2 separate regions of the Sus scrofa genome follow, and region 1 is linked to region 2. The links are chromatin contacts, called in public HiChIP or PLAC-seq maps. All regions are on one chromosome and are shown on one strand. The core of a region is the stretch at or near the end of the contact, and the rest is flanking DNA. Distances in the headings are between cores, read along the strand shown.

The links. HiChIP or PLAC-seq counts read pairs in DNA pulled down with a chosen protein or histone mark.
Region 1: an H3K27ac HiChIP or PLAC-seq map of alveolar macrophages shows a contact between it and region 2. The contact joins two enhancer-like sites. A contact is called at or near these places in 2 of 47 Hi-C or Micro-C datasets (heart right ventricle and mesenchymal stem cells) and 2 of 2 datasets of contacts at active chromatin or transcription factors (alveolar macrophages and skeletal muscle).

Annotation. Positions count from the first base shown.
Region 1 is chr9:44,328,110-44,332,467 of Sscrofa11.1, reverse strand. SIK3 (serine/threonine-protein kinase SIK3) reads left to right here. Exons shown (of 25, transcript XM_021062877.1): 2 at 447-489; 3 at 492-562. Among named protein-coding and RNA genes, the nearest start is that of APOA1, 110 kb to the right of the region's middle. Within about 2 kb of position 1,342, at least 5 of the 83 cell types and tissues checked have an H3K27ac peak or open chromatin away from gene starts, as enhancers often do. A contact at or near this core is called in alveolar macrophages, where this site is marked.
Region 2 is chr9:44,261,602-44,265,631 of Sscrofa11.1, reverse strand. The region is part of intron 7 of SIK3 (serine/threonine-protein kinase SIK3); the gene reads left to right. Among named protein-coding and RNA genes, the nearest start is that of APOA1, 45 kb to the right of the region's middle. Within about 2 kb of position 1,346, at least 10 of the 83 cell types and tissues checked have an H3K27ac peak or open chromatin away from gene starts, as enhancers often do. A contact at or near this core is called in alveolar macrophages, where this site is marked.

The sequences.
Region 1 (4,358 bases), core at 93-2,592, 67 kb before region 2:
CGAACCCGCAACCTCATGGTTCCTAGTCGGATTCGTTAACCACTGCGCCACGACGGGAACTCCTTTTTTTTTTTTTGCAGTGAAGTATTTTGTCCTGGAGTTTTTGCTGTAGGATTAATTTAAGAAATGGCAGTAGACCTGTTAGCTTTTGGAGTCTGTTCCTTTGAGACCAACTTGCTAGGAATCTGTTTCCTATCTTTTTAAAAAGAGTGCATTTATTTTCTTCATTGACATTCTATAAACAAAATACTGGCCATTTGTATTTTATGGAATATGTTTTAGAGTGTATTTAATTTTCTGTGGGAAACTCCTTTTAATAATTCATCAGAGTAATTTTTAAATGATTTTTATTTTTTTCCATTATAGCTGGTTTACAGTGTTCTGTTAATTTTCTACTGTATAGCAAAGTGACCCAGTCACACATAATTTTCTTTCTCTGTTGTCAGGTTGCAATCAAGATCATAGATAAGACCCAGCTGGATGAAGAAAATTGAAGAAGATTTTCCGAGAAGTTCAAATTATGAAGATGCTTTGCCACCCCCATATTATCAGGCTGTACCAGGTAGGATCACTAGTGGTGTAGCATGAGCCACAAAGAACCTAGAATGGTCACTTGTATCTATGGTTACTTTTGAAGAGAAGGTGGGTGGGTGAACGTCTGCAACTTTTTCTTGCTTCTATGATCATATCATGGTACTATTTTCCCCAGCCTATTATCACCCAAGTCAGTACTCATGTTTGGGTATTTACTAGTGAGTTCTAACTTACCTAGGTAGACCTTTTTAATTCATTCTTTAACACATGGATACCATTCTTAGAGTTACACAAAAAGATTATTTAGGAGGGAATGAGAACTTACTTATTTAGATCAGAACCCTAAAGCAGAATGGGAAACCAGAGAGTTTTGAGAGATGAAAAGCTAGAGATGAATATAACATTGTTTTTACAACATTTAAAAAATACTACTTTCTGTGGTCATGTGATCATCATAAATTATGATGGTAAACTGTATTTTATGTATGGCTTCTTGCATCAGTCAGAACCTGTCTCATTTTATTCTAATAGGGTCCTAGACTAGTTTTCTATGGTAGCATTTGATTACTTTGAAGACCAAGAGTTTGTGTATAGAAGAGATTTCTATTCTAGTTTTCTTAGTTTCCCAAGAAGCATGCATATTTCATGCCATCATCAAAAGTGATTCCCTATCCTTACTACAAAAGCAGTAAATCTAATGGCTAGAGTTTTAAGCCAGATAGGAGAGGAGGACCTTGCCTTAGCAGGCTGGTGGAAGAGATATTTTGGGAGAGGTGGGGCTTTGGGGTGCTTCTCAAATTGCAGTGTGTTGGCAGCCACGAGCTCTGCCTTTGCATGGGGCCAGCCCTGCTCACTGCTCTCTACCAGAATAGCCATCACTTAGTTCTGCAGGAAGTGGCCACCCACTCAGTTCATTTGCTGCTGTTAGTCTGCAGTAAATGGTTACTGGCCCAGACATGGGAGCATGTGTAAGAGTGGAAAGAGTACATCTGAGGCACAACTGGCAAGCTTTCATAGTCTGTTACTTTTATGGGAAAGAAAGAAAGTTGTGATATTAGTTATGTGGTTAAGGCTACTGTATTAGGGCTCTTCTCTGGCATCACATGATGAAATGAATTAGATCATCAGGAGCAGGCTTGTTCAAATTTACCAGACTAAATTATCTCAAACCACACCTCCATTTGTGCCCCAGAAGCAAACCCATAAAAGCTTCCTGGGGTTGCTTGAAGACCTTTTTTTGCAAACTCAGAGGTGTCTAACCTCTGCTTCCTTCCTATCCTGAAGGAAAAGTAAACTTCTTGACCTCACGTTTTAAAATAAATCATCTACTGGGGAGTTCCCATTGTGGCGCAATGGGAACAAATCCGACTAGGAACCATGAGGTTGCGAGTTCGATCCCTGGCCTCGATCAGTGGGTTAAGGATCCAGCGCTGCCATGAACTGTGGTGTAGGTTGCAGATACGGCTTGGATCTGGTGTTGCTGTGGTTCTGTTGTAGGCCAGCAGCTCCAGCTCCGATTAGCCCCTAGCCTTGGAACCTCCATCTGCCATGGTGCAGCCCTAAAAAGACAAATAAATAAATAAATAAATAAATAAAGTTACCCTCAAATAATTTTAGAGCTTATTAGACTGACGTTTCTCAAGAGGTTAACTAATAGATGTCAGCCTTATAACTGAAATCTGCAATTTTACCTTTCTTACCCAAAATTTAATTAGCCTATAATATTTCCATACTTTCAGCCCTGACTTTGAACATTGCTCTCTTTTAAGCTTTAATTTTGTTCTCTGGCAGCTCATATTGTTAATGGGAGAGTCTGAGCTGCCAAGGTGAGAATGGCTGTGTCTTCATACAATATCAAGGTAATTTTCAGGTCATTTGCTAAATCTTCAGTCTGTTCTAGTTTATAGAATGAGGCAAATATAGGTAACCGTATAGGAAAGTTTTTGAACTCCTGATAAGTTTAAAATTAAAAGAACATTTGCAGACAATAAAAGGCCTGGTACAAAGAAGATACACAATATGACATTTTTTCTTTTATTTTTTTCTAAACACCTACATATATTTAAGGTACTTACTTTTTGTTTTATAAGTCAACACATAGAACTTGAAAGCAATTCATGTAATAAATAATGGGCTAATATCCAATGACTCAATTATTAGATTGAAAAATTCAAATAATGTGCACATAAACTGTGGAGTACTGTGAGACCATTGAAAGGAAGAGATCTATTTTTATAATGTAATGCAGAGTACTTTTTTTGAATGAAAACTGTTATATGGTATTAATATATAAAGACATCAAAGATAAAGTGACCAGGGAATAATTTGACAAAATAATTAACTGTGAGGTATCGTGAAAGTGTAGCACTCACTGCATTGCCTCTTCTGGTAGCCACTAGCCACATGTGGTTATTGTGCATTAACAAGTAGCTAGAATGAATGAGGAACTGGAGTTTTCCTTTAATTTATTTTTAATTAATTTAAATATGAAAACGAGAGCAGTTTACAATAAAGTTTTTTGAAATGATAATATTAATGATAATAAAATATATTCCTAGAATTAATTTCACCTTTTTCTTTTAACTTCTTAATTCTTTTTCAGCTGTGGCATATGGAAGTTCCTGGACCAGGGACTAAATCTGAGCCACAGCTGCAACCTACGCCACAGCTGTTGCAATGACAGGTCCTTAACCCACTGCACTGGGCCAGGGATCAAACTCCTGCTGCCACAGACAACACCAGATCCTCAGCCTGCTGTGCCACAGTGGGAACTCCTCTTTTAACTTTTTTAATGTGGCTTCTAGAAACGTTAGAAATAGTATTTCTATTGGACAGCACTGCTCTAGAATGATATAGAATAAGCTGTTAAGAGTATTTCCTCTGGGGAATAAAATGGAGGAAAGAAGAAAACCTTTGGTCTTTTGTTTATATACTAGATTTTTAAAATGTTTATAATGAACATATATACTCATATTATTTTAATAAATATTTAATTTTTCATTAAATTCATTAATTTTCATTAAATTTTACCTTTTTTGGTAAGAAGGAAGAAGAGACTGACAACACAGTACAACTAAAAAGGAAAATAGCAAAATAGAACCTAAAATACAGAAGAGTAATATATATTACTTGAAGTTTGAATATTTATATTATTGTTCCCAGTTTTGAATAAATGGACCACGGACAGGAAAGCTGTCATTCCATTTTTTAAAAAAGCACAACCATATGTATGTGTGTGTGGTTCTTGAAGTGATTCCTATTTTTTTCCCTATGTTTTGTCTTGGTTTGTTTTTTTTTTTTCCTTTTTAGGGTCACATGTGTGGCAAATGGAAGTTCCCAGGCTAGGGGTTGAATCAGAGCTGCAACAGCTGGCCTACACCACAGCCGTAGCGAGGGCAGATCCGAGTTGCGTGTTACCTATGTTGCAGCTTATGTCAACACCAGATCCTTAACCCACTGAGCGAGGCTGGGGATCGAACCCCCATCCTCATAGATACTAGTCAGGTTTGTTACTGCTGAGCCACAGTAAAAACTCCTGGTTGGGTTTTTTTGAAGGACATTTTTGTGCTTCAAGTGACCAGTGTCCAATGTGAACTTTTTGGTTCTTAGCAGCTTCCTTGCTTCTCAGTTTTTCGAGCTTAAGACATTGCTGAGGCCTCATGGGACCACAGGACTGTTTCTCTGAAATAGTAAATATTTCCTACTTTTAAGAACTTGAAGGAAAACCTCTTTTCCCTCTTTCCTCTTAATAACATTCATATCTGTCACCCTCCCAACCCCCAGTGTTTTCAGTCTCCTTTAAGCAGTAATGGTTATTAATACTT
Region 2 (4,030 bases), core at 97-2,596:
CACATGTCTTTCTCTGTCTGACTTCACTTAGTATGATAATTTATAGGGCCATCCATGTTGCTGCAAATGGCATTATTTCATTCTTTTTTATGGCTGAATAATATCCCTTTCTATTTATGTACCACATCTTTATCCAGTCCTCTGTCAGTGGACATTTAGGTTGTTTCCATGTCTTGGCTGTTGTAAACAGTGCTGCAGTGAACATTGGAGTACATGTATCTTTTCAAACTACAGCTTTCTCTGGATATATGCCTAGAGGTGCTGTCGTATGGTATTTCTATATTTAGTTTTTTAGGGAACCTCCATACTGTCCTTCGTAGTGGTTGCGCCAATACATTCCCACCAGCACTGTAGGAGGATTCCCTTTTCTCCACACCCTCGCCAGCATTTATTGTTTATAGACTTTTTGATGATGGCCATTCTGACTGGTGTGAGGAGATAACAAATTGTAGTTTTGACATGCATTTCTCTAATAATGTTTAGATTTTAAAGTAGTCACTGCATAAAATAGATTCATCCTAAGTGACAGCTGACAATGACAGGGTTTCCTTGAGCATGTTAAAAAATTTTCATTTCTAGGGCTTAGTCCACAAGCAGAGTAGGTATTCCTAACTCTGAGCTTTTCACCAGAAGAAGGTTTCTTGGCAAAAACTCCTATGATTTCTCATTGACTTTCTTTTTAGTTCTATTAGCCATGATTATGACAGGATCAGGACATTAGATAGACTTTTTTTTTTTTTTTTTTTTTGGAAAGGGCAGATAGCATTAAAGAGGAACTCTGAGTCGCAAACATTTGTAAGTCCAGAACACAGGCTGCCATCAAAGCCATGTTTCTCCATCCAGAGACTGTCATTGTAGACCATTCATCAGTGTTGATCTGTTTGTCTGCTATAGTAGTGTCAATTTAGACTGGTACCTGAACTGGCCAAAGTGAATGGATAACATCATATAGGATCCTTGCTCTGGAAAATGTAAGACTTTAGTGTTACTTAACTTGAAAATTTATGAAGTTAGTTCATTTTTCAGGGAAATAGAAATGAGAGTTAATAGCCAGTTTATTTTTGTTTCCTTTTTTGGCTTTTTGGGCTTTGAGAAAAATAGAGCCCTCTTTGAAATTGCCTGGCAGAATTAAACATTATTAAGATGTTTGTAAAACTGTTGAATATAAAGAGCTCTTGGGCTGGGTGCTTGGGAGTGACCTTTGAACACACTGGTGTGTGGAAAGAGGACGTGAGAAACCAGACCAGACCCTCTGTCCAAGTACCTGTAAGCAACATGAATCTCCTGCTAACTGCTTCTTCCTCGCATTCTTCTCATGCCTCCTGGCACACAGATGTCTTCTGTTTCCCCAGCTCTAAGCAGTTTTATGTGGTCACAAAGAATCTATGACTCAGTTTCTTGCAGACCACTCCTCTGCCCACAGAGCTGAAAATGATTGCTTTGCCATGTCCCATACTTTCGCAACACATGAAGGGCTTGAGGGACAGTTGGCATTTCCTCCCTCACGGGATCAGCCTGAAGATTCTGAGGGCCAGTTCCCTGAATTCTCACCTGCCCCTCTGCCTGTCTGTGATTCCTTGAATGAAGAAGACTGTCGTTGCCAGCCTTCCGTCACAGTCTCCATCACCATGCAACAAGCAGAATTTATAAGCTAGGCTCACTCCCTTGCGGTGCATTTCACCCTCACCGTCATGCCCCTGCCTTCTCAGTTCATCTTAATCCAACTGGCTGTTCCCCGTAACATTGCTTTCCAGCTAGTTCATAGCCTTCTCCCATGTATTTATTACCTAGTCCACTTTCTGTGAACTCGGCTTGTGGGTGAACTCTGTCATCATGGACCCTATGGAGATTACATGGTGTTTGCTCTTGTCAGAAGAAGAATGAGGGAGTTCCCATCATGGTGCAGTGGTTAACGAATCCGACTAGGAACCATGAGGTTGCGGGTTCGGTCCCTGCCCTTGCTTAGTGGGTTAACGATCCGGCGTTGCCGTGAGCTGTGGTGTAGGTTGCAGACGCGGCTCGGATCCCGCGTTGCTGTGGCTCTGGCGTAGGCCGGCGGCTACGGCTCCAATTCGACCCCTAGCCTGGGAACCTCCATATGCCGCTGGAGCGGCCCAAGGTAATGGCAAAAAGACAAAAAAAAAAAAAAAGAAGAAGAATGAAATTGATGTGCCATGTTTTATAAAAATATGCTGGCTACTACCTAAAATATCATCAATTAATTCAGGTTTTATATGAGTGAAAAACTCTGGCTTTGGAGTAAGACTGACCAGAATTTGTATCCAGGTCTTGCCTCTTATTATCTGCTCAAGTTTCTTTTCTTTTCTTTCCTTTTCTTTTTTGCCACACACACAGCATGCAGAAATTCCTGGGCCAGAGACCAAATCCATGCCACAGGAGTAACAACCCTGGATCCTTAACCACTAGGCCACTAGGAAACCTCCTGGTCAAGTTTCTTAACTTCTCTGATTTTTTAATTCCTTTATGTATAAAATAGGTATTATAATAATAATAAGAATTAGTCTGTGAATTAAGTGCTTAAAATAACTTAAAGGATTTAGCACTCTGCCTGGCATATAAGTACTGGATAAGTGTTAGGAATTATTATGAAATGACATTTTTGAATGAATTGCTCTACTGATCTTTCATTTGCTCCTTCCCTATGTTGTTTTTCACTCCTTTTTCTTTCTCTCACTCTCTTAAAAGGCTAAAGATATATATCACTTTCAGACAAATCCATAGGGCTTATGAAGAAGATTTATCTGCCAAGAGCTGTTTTGATTTGTTGTGTCATAACCTTGATGCTATAGCTTTGCCCCCATGCAGATGTCTCCTCACTGGGTAATCTGATTTACGTATTATTCTGTACAGCCTCAGAAAAGATCAGTCAGTATGTACCCTCTGTATGAGAGAGACAGAGAACTCTAAAGCTGCAAGGGGAAGCCTTGGAAATCACCCAGTCCTGACTTTTGCCCCTAAACAATTCCACAACTTAATCTTCTGAAAAATAATAGTTGGCTGGATTTTCTAGCTTGAAGCATGGAGAATGCCTGTTCTATTGTGGATTCTTGGGATAGGATTATTTAAGTTGTTGGAAGGAACTGTAGCAGTCACCTAGTCCAGTCTTTCTTTCAGCTGGCCTTACTGAGGGCCTGTTACATAACCATGTGCTCTGCAGGCCCTGGGGATACACTGCTCAGTGAGACACAGGTTCCCTCGTTAAAGGACCCCTAGTCTTCCTCACACCTAAGGCTGGGAGCCCTTCTAATGACATCTCAAATGCCAGCTTCTGATTGGACATTTCCAGTGACAATAAGGATACGGTTTCACAGGTCAGATTGTTCACTTTTACATGGAAACCAAAGAGTTCATCCTATCCAGTTGTTTCTGGACTTATTTTTTTAGGTGAAATCTTACTCAGAATACAAATCTATAAAATAAATAAAATTAGCTGTGCTCTAGGTGTGGCCCTGCCCACTTGAATGCCCCCCTCACTTGCTGAAGGGGCCCCGCCTTACCTCCCTAGGATCTTGATCCAGTACTTTGGGTCAACTCTGATAATTAGATTTTTCCTAAACTGAACTTATAACTTCCTGATTACTCCAAATTCTGGACTGAGGAGCAGCACAGTACAATCCACTTAGTCTTCTTTATAAATACCTTTCAGATATTTGAAGAAGCCCAGTGTGCCCCTCCTTTTGTCCGAGATAAATCAGCCTCATTGCCTTTAACCTGTCTTCAGGGGGCAGGTTTTCAAAGTTTTAGTCAGGAAATTCTTTCTTAAGTTATTCTGTTTCTTCTATTTTGGAAACCAGAAACAGAACTTCGGTTAACTATGTTGGGTGAGTTTGAAGTTGGATATTAACTCCCTTTCCTCATCCTTTATTTCTTCCCCTTTAGGCTGAATACTTTCAGCCTCTTAGAGAAAGCTGTTTATTATCAAGGTCAAAAAAGAAAAAGATGTTAAAGATGTAGCCTCAGATGGAATTACAACTTGAGATGGCGGTCTAAACTTAATTCCCATTTTAGG